Regions from separate parts of the Mus musculus genome. Here region 1 is linked to region 2. Evidence: chromatin contacts called from public Hi-C data. All regions are on one chromosome and are shown on one strand. Each heading gives the region's core, a stretch centred on a gene start, on an enhancer-like site or on the middle of the called end of the contact. The rest is flanking DNA. Distances are from core to core; before and after follow the strand shown. Region 1 has its middle 46 kb from the start of Ostm1. Region 2 overlaps Armc2 (armadillo repeat containing 2).

The links. A called contact is a pair of places that touch in the nucleus more often than the background predicts.
Region 1: a Hi-C map of group 2 innate lymphoid cells shows a contact between it and region 2, with 2.9 times the contacts expected there. The contact joins two enhancer-like sites. A contact is called at or near these places in 1 of 15 datasets of contacts at CTCF or cohesin (large pre-B cells), 41 of 484 Hi-C or Micro-C datasets (the AtT-20 cell line, B cells, the C2C12 cell line and 29 more), 12 of 115 datasets of contacts at active chromatin or transcription factors (astrocytes, bone marrow-derived macrophages, craniofacial prominence and 8 more) and 3 of 9 other capture datasets (adipose tissue, embryonic stem cells and liver).

What each region holds. Positions count from the first base shown.
Region 1 is chr10:42,631,184-42,635,156 of GRCm38.p6, reverse strand. No RefSeq gene overlaps it. Among named protein-coding and RNA genes, the nearest start is that of Ostm1, 46 kb to the left of the region's middle. Within about 2 kb of position 1,651, at least 26 of the 459 cell types and tissues checked have an H3K27ac peak or open chromatin away from gene starts, as enhancers often do. A contact at or near this core is called in group 2 innate lymphoid cells, where this site is marked.
Region 2 is chr10:41,976,172-41,980,122 of GRCm38.p6, reverse strand. All of the region lies in intron 6 of Armc2 (armadillo repeat containing 2), which reads left to right. Among named protein-coding and RNA genes, the nearest start is that of Gm33058, 19 kb to the right of the region's middle. Within about 2 kb of position 1,547, at least 54 of the 459 cell types and tissues checked have an H3K27ac peak or open chromatin away from gene starts, as enhancers often do. A contact at or near this core is called in group 2 innate lymphoid cells, where this site is marked.

The sequences.
Region 1 (3,973 bases), core at 402-2,901, 650 kb before region 2:
TACATACACGCTCCCCGACACTGTGTACAGCTTTGAGTAGGGCTTCCACCAGCATACCACCTCCTCCCAGAATGAGACTGTATCTCAAAGCTTTCACCTCTAATACCATTTGGGACCGGGCGGGGGTGGGGATGGGGGGGAGGTTCGTGCTTTTAAATTTGTTTTTCTGTTTCTCTGAATACTTCAAAGGGGCAATTTTCTTTATAAAGCTTTAATAAAATATCTTTTTTATCCTTTCAAGCCCAAACAGCATGGACTCTTCCCTGGGGCTGGGGCGGAGGGTGGGGGGTGGGGTGTCAGGGACTGGCTGGGACTGGTCCCCAGACTCTTTCCCCTTGTCCTACTCTGTATTTGCATCCGCCTTTATCCTAAGGATCATTTTAATAAATAACAATGAACAGGAATGGCATCTAGAGGGCTTGTCGGCAACATTTAAAAGCCAATAGAGTTTATAATTCTACTCTATCATTTCTTATTGATTAGAGTAATCAAGATAAAAAGCTAGCCGGGCTGGGAGAAGTTCAGCAGCATATCATTAAAGATAAGAGTCAGTTAATTCTGGAGCTGGGGTAATGTGGCTGAAATGAGAAGCTCATTTGCATGAGATGCTGAGCCCAGTAACAAGGGGACAAAAATCACTAATTAGGACTGCAGAGTGTCGCCCTCTCCGCAAGCACCCTTTCCAGACCACGGACCAAGTGTAGGTTCGTTTGTGAGAGTCTGGGTAGGATTGAATGTCCTTTGTAGGTATCAGCCAGGCTCACTCCACCTTCCTCCTTACTCAGCACGGCAGGGATGGGGATCCTTGGGGGTTTATCTTCTACTCTCTGCATCTCAGACCTTCATTCCTGCGTCCACTGGAGGGCATCCTGTCCACCTCCCTTAAAGGGTCATTTGGCCAGTATTTGGTGCCTATGTGAGCTGGCCTACCACATAGGTCTTGGTGTGATCTCTGATCTGGTCTGAGGAGCTCCTGAACAGGCCCGACTCTACCAGTCTAGCAGGTGAAGAGACTGAGCACAGAAGGCCCTCAGAGAAGTTCCAGGCACTCGCCCCAGTGGGGAACCCCAGAGGAGGTCTAGATCCCTCAGCCAAAGCCCAAAGACACTCAGTCTGGACACCCTGGGGACCATAATGCACAGCTAGTGTTGCAGTAGTGTACAGGCTCAGCGTGTATGTGTGTGTGTGTGTGTGTGTGTGTGTGTGTGCGCGCGCGCGCGCGTGCGTGTGTATACTCGTGCAGATGAGGCCAGCTCTTGTGTAGTATGTTTAGAAGTTTGTTACCGCATGAACAGGTTTTTCTGAATATATGATATGAATAGGCTGTGCTTGGGAGTGATGTATGTAACTTAAACACATGTAATGTGGTGGGTGTGGGAAGTGACAGGTCCGAGCGGTTCCCCAGATGAATAAGGCTTCAGGCATCAAGGGCGGGTTTGGTTGACTAGGGTGACCCCAAACACTGAGCGGCAACTCCAGCTGCAGCCGTACCTCTCAGACTCCTCCAGGTCCAGCTAAGAGAAGAGGAAGTGCCCTCCACCCGGGAGCTTCTGGGAAAGGCAGAGTAACCTTTAGGCTGCAGGAGGTTCCTTGCACCTACTGAGAAACTGAAAGTAAAGTTTGGGCACTCCAAAAACCAAAAGACTTTTCTCTGCACCCACAAGGTGCGGTCAGACCCAGGCCCTTTGAGCTTTTCGCCTCCTTCCTAGGCCAGCTACCCAAGGTGATACTGGTCATGGTCCTCGCACCTTGATCTGGGAGCTCTTTGGAGCTGTTAAAGCGATCCCTCCCGAGATGCTCTGGCCGCGCCTGGGCTGGAACCCGCTTGACCTCGGCCATTTGAGAACTTTGTCCCCAGCCCAGCCCCAGCAATGGGCGCCTAGGCCAGTGTTGAGTACTGTAGGTGTCGGCGTGGGAAATGGCCGTGTTGGCTTACTCCCTCAGGTCTGGCCTGAGCTGCCCTGACACCGGCCAGGACCCGGGGACCAGCAGCGCGTGCACAGAGCACATGCGCCCTTGAGGGGGACAGTCGCCAAGCCGGCCCTAGCGGGAGGGGCGGGAGAGTTGTGTATCCTTGGCTTCCACACTCCCCCCACCCCGCTCTGCAAGGGTTTTCTTTTTTTTTTTTCTTTTTTTTTTTTTGTATCTGTGCACAGTTGGGGGCTCCCTCGCCAGCCACCCCTGGGCCTCCCCATACAGAATAAAGTCAGTCTGTATTTAATGGTCATGGCGGATGTGAGGGGGATTTGGCAGAAGCAGAGGAGAGGCCTTTCGCTCTCAAACATCTCTCCTGACGTCGTGTGAGTCTACCAACCCACCACGACCCCATATTCTTCTGCGGGTGTCTGACTCGAATGACAAGCGAGCTGATTTTTTCAGTACATAGCTGGGAAATGTACTGAGTGATAATAGAGATTTCTCTTTCATTTTTTACGCTTGACTTGGTTATTGTTGCTTTTCTTTTCCCGTGATTCCTTCTGAGGATTAGCTCTGACTTCCCCACTATTGGCGGTCAAAGTGGCCCCGACTCGGGATGACAATTGACGGGGATCAAGGGATTGCCCATTCTGTGCCTGTAAGAACGGATTCGCCAGAGAAACTCATCAAGTGGAGTCGGAGAATAAAGACCGTTCGGGGGTAAATGTATTCATTGAGAAGGGCTCTCCCAAATTGCTTCTAAGTTTTTTTAATGAAAAGTAACGATTGCAGCAATCAGCGGCTTTTTGGCGGATTACAAATCTGGAGGGAGCTGCGGCGCTGCATTGAAAAGTACCCCCGCCTTCGCACGGGGCAGGCAGTTCACAGGAGCGGCCGGAGGGGCGGGGGTCCGGTTGCAAGACAAAGGCGAAGAGTGTGGGGCGGCGCGGAGGCGGGGTGGGGGGGGACTCGGGGCGCTAGGGAGCTCCCCAGAGGAGCGGGGCGCCGAGGTGTCCCGCCAGAGCAGGCGAGGGACTGAGCCCCCACAGTCTTAAACCAGGATCAGGGAGCAGGAGAGGGTGGCTAGGGAGACCCACCGCGGCACCACCACTTTTGGGTGATTTCAGGCCTGTGGAACCCAGAAGGTATTTTGAGGAGCCAGGTCATCTCAGAGATAGGGGCACGGGAGGGAGGACACAACTGAGGTACCACCTAGCCACCCTAACCCTCACCCCTGGCCTTTGCACGCACCGACAGTTTGTTCTAAGCATGCCACATTTTTGCACAGTGGGAACGCGCTCTTCCACACTCAGGGGTCTTCTCTGGGTAAGGCAGAGAGAAGGAGGGAAAGCGGCGTCCTCCTTCCCCTGGACAGCAACAAAATATCTCCAGGCCGCATCGGACCGAGCCAAACGCTTCTAAAGGGCGCGCGCAAACGCCCTCTGCCATTGCGGGAGTCCACCCACGGGCAAAGCATTTCCCACAGAGCATTAGCAAACACCTTCCCCCTCGCCCTCCCTGAGCCCCACAACGGAGGATGTCGCCCCAGAAAAAAAAAAACGAGAAAGGAGCACAAACAGGGGTGCGAGAACAACCCGCTGTTCCCATAGCCTCGTGGGATCTGCTAAAATGAAAATTCAGGTATTTTTTAAAATAAAATATCTCAGTCGAGGGGTGGAAGGTATGTTTATCATTCCAGCTTTTTAAAAAACAAAAAACAAAAACAACAACAACATCAAAAAATCCAACTCTCTGGAGGAGAGAAGCAGCGAGCCTGGGGGGGGGGGGCGCAGGAGGAAGAGGGCCCCTCTCCTGGGCCCTCCTCAAGTGCAAGAAGAAACCCAGCAAGGCAGGTCCGCACTGATGGTTTAACTTTTTTCTTTGCAGCTTGTCAATGCGACCATTGCTTTGATGGGACGCTTCTCAAGGTACACATTTCTGAACTTCACCCTCTTTTCAAACTAACTCCCTACCTCCTTGTTAGTGGCCAGCTCTGAACTTCTGCAGAGTGTTTTTGTGTGAGTCGGGGCTCATTCACGCTGCCTTTGTAGGCCCC
Region 2 (3,951 bases), core at 298-2,797:
CAGAAACTCACAGAAATTATAGCTTGAAGGTATCTGGAGGGTTTGTGTGCAGATTTAATATCAGTGTAAATCTAAACTTAAGTTCAAAAGCATTGCCCACTTAAATGAAGAAGGTTTTAATTCTTCAAGATTTTTTGTTTTTTGTTTTTGTCTTTAAAATAAAGAAAAAGATACAAATGTGGCACATTGTTAACATTGGACCAAACTAGTCAGGGTAGGACAGCTGTCTGTTACATTAAATGAAACTATATTATGAAAGCCCTTTAGGGACTTTATTCTGCCTGAGGAAATATGAAATAATACAGACCAATGGTTAGAAATGGTGCAAAGTCAGGCAGTGAGAAAAATGAGCCAGGGAACATTTGTTACACTATACCACTGTAACATTGTAACACTGTAACATTGTAACACTGTAACATTGTAACATTGACTGTACAACACAAGCAGCAGGTGAAACCTTAAGTTGTGGAAACAAGAGTTAGGGAGCTCTGTGTCACACCTAGAAAAACAAACATGCTGTCACCCCCATTTCAAAGGCTGGTGACCCCCCCCCCCATGGGGAAGGATCTAGATAAGGCAGGCATAAGAAGGTTTTAAGCCTTCAAGGTTTTTGTTGTTGTTGTTGTCTTTAAAATAAAAAGATACAAACGTAGCACATTATTAGCATTGAACCAAACTATTCAGGGTAGGACAGTGTCTGTTATATTCTTCATAGTTTTTTTTTTTCATTTCACACAAAAGTTTATGTCGGGCTCTATGAGTACACATCTATAATCTGAACATTTTGGAAACAGAGACAGGGTTATGAATTGCAGGCCATTCTGAGCTACAGTAAGACCTTGTCTCAACAAAAATAAAAAATGATGATAAATGATATCAATCTAGCACCGTGTAAAAGATGTTATCTTCAAACTAGCCCCTCACCAGTAAGGAGACAGTTAGTGGTCACCTGCAATGTATCTAGAACTCAGGAGAATCTAAGCCTTCCAATTCCCTAGACAACATTGTTGCTAAGGGGTTTACGTTTGCATGCTAAAAACACCAGCCAATGCTAACAATGTATCAAGCTGTTGGGTCCAAAGCTGAAAGCTGTGGTTAACAGCTATAACCACGGAGACAGCAGAATCTTCAAAAACAGGCAGTATTTCTTGCCTGACTTACCCAATTTTCCTGTTGAATCATTATTTTTATATTTAGCAAGCAGTGAACCTAGATGAAAGTCCTTTTTAAAATTTGAAGTTGTTCCCCAAGACTGGGCCACACTGTGTGTTTGTAGACATGCTTCAGTTTCTAGAATTCACTGGGGATAGGGTATGGAATGGAGGTGATGGGGGCAGTGAGGACCACATGGGGATACAGAAGCAAGGCCATAGCAAGACACAACCACATTAGTGGGGATTCCTGGGAGACGACCGAGAAGAAATTCTTATACCACAGTGTTTAGCTAACTTCTCAAAATGAGTCTGAGAAGTCTCAGAAGGGTCTGGAGGTAACTAAACTTGGGTGATTTCTGACTCATCTTGATAATCATTTCTTCCTGGGGGGAGCATGTTGACTGATTTCACTCTTCCTGGGGAACTAGTTGATCGCTCAGCTTTACATTGAAAAGCACACTGTGTAGGGGTTTCGTTTTGGTTTTTTGTTTTTTTTTTAAGACCACATGGATTTAAAGCCTGAATTTCTAGTAATTTGGGGTTTTGATGTGTTAGAGCAGGTTCCTACTCCAATAGATGATGCCACAGCTCAATGTCAGAGTCTTTTTCTCGAACCCTTTACCATATTTTTTGAGATGGTCTCTCGTTGGACATGGAGCCACATTCTGGCCACACTGAGCTGGTCAGTGAGCTCGCAGGATCTGCCTGTTTCTGCTCCTCTGCTCTGGGGTTACAGCACCATGCCTGGCTTCTTTTATATGTGCTGGGGATCCAAGCCTGGGTCCTGAAGCTTGCAGCAGCAGGTGCCTTACCCACCGAGCCATCTCCCCAACCTGCTTTCTAGCAAATTTAAGTGTTTCCTATATATGTCAAGGAAATTGACTGTTGTTGACTTAACAACTTCTGGCTTTTTGTTTGCCTTCTTCAATACTGAGTCTGTTCATATCCTTTGGCCTCTAAGTGGATTAATTACCTAGGACTATGAGCGGCGGTCTTCTTATACTGCGTGGCTATTTGTATTTACTTTTAGAATTACATGCTTGTTTGTTTTGTTTGTTTAATGTGAGTACATGGTTGCTCTCTTCAGACACACCAGAAGAGGGCATCGGATCCCATAGCAGATGCTTGTGAGCCACCATGTGGTTGCTGGGAACTGAACTCAGGACCTCTGGAAGAGCAGTCAGGGCTCTTAACCGCTGAGCCATCTCTCCAGCCCCATGTGCATGTTTTATCCAGTTCAAGCACACTCAAAAATCCAAAAAGCAGAGATGATGGTCTACAGTCTTTTGTCTGCCATTCTGAAAACCTCAACATCCCAAACGTTGAAATAGCTCTAGTGGCAATGGCAGATCCGACCAGAGCTGTAGTGTTGGCCCCTCTAGTGTGAGCGTTCACGTGTTACGCTGGAGGGTGGTGCTCCGAAGTCCCTGTTGTGAACACTGCTTTCATTCTGAGATCCAGGCATTTCTGAAGCCTGCACCACACCTGGCCCAAAAGTTTGGAAAAGGAACTCTGGGCCTGCACTCAAGACTAATTCTGTGCTAAAGACAATTCAATTTTGTTTTATGATGAAGTCTTGCTGATAGGTCTGCACAGATTAGCCGGTCTTGCTGTTTTGCCTACATTGTATCCTTACCATTTAAACACAGTTTAGTTGTTGAGACTTCCCTGTTTGCATTTGGTGCTCCTGAGTGTCCCCAGGTTCAGCCTGCCAGGCCTCCATTGGCAGTAAGAAGGTTTGATAAAAGGCAAGCTTAGACTCGCAATAGCCAGTAGACATTCCTGAAAAGCAGCGGTGGGTCCTGAGCATTGGGAGGAAGGTGATAATTGTACAGCTTCCCTGATTCTCTCAGGAGTTATCGGCCCTGTGTGGGGAAAGGTTCGTATTTGGAGGCTTGGAGATTAATTTCAGACACCGCTGAGTTCAAATAGATTTTTTAAACACATGCTATTGTGCGTTATACACTGACTTCTCTTCAGCTTATACAGACAAGGGAGAAGAGTTCACTGGATTTTTAAAAGACTTATTTTTAATTATTTGTATGTGTGTATATCTGTGCGGGGGTATGTGTATGCGCAATTGCCAAGAAGACACAATGAATAAATCAAAAGTTGTGAAAAACATAAGTGAATTTAAAGATGATTGTGTGTGTAGAATCTCTTCATTGCTCCTATGATTTTTCAATATTTCATATACGTTTTTGTGGTACCAGGCAAGGGGCTCAGGAGGCAGACGTTAGAGGAGGAAGTCTGAAGAAGGCCTGCAAGTAGCACTGCCCCCTCCAACTCTTGAGATATGTCTGAGTAAAGTAGAATCATGATTTGCCATCTTCCCTATACAATCTGTTTTCTACAGTGTTGCCTTTCATATTGGTTTGCAGTGGAACTGAATGATAAGAGCGGTGGATAATTTAATAGCCCTAGATTCTGCCTGGACTCCACTCTCTCCATCTTCAGAAGCACAATGAAACAGGAGCCTGTAGTCCTGGGAGGCTGAGACAGGAGAATCACTCTGGGTTCAGGGCTAGCTTGGGCTACATGGTGGGTTCTAGGACAGAGTGAGACCTTGATGTGGGGGCAGGGAGAGGAAGAAAGGACGCAGATTGCCTCTGTTCTGCCTCTTGGGTGTGGTCAATGGCAGCATCACCACCTAGAGTGTGTGCAGCATCTGGTCTTGGTGGCACCATGGCAACACACATCAGCCATTACCTATTTGCTTGGTCAGGGAAAAGAGGTTCACAAAATCCTTACCATTGCTAGCTAGGTGTGTGGCCCTCGAGCAGAGCTTTGCCTCTAT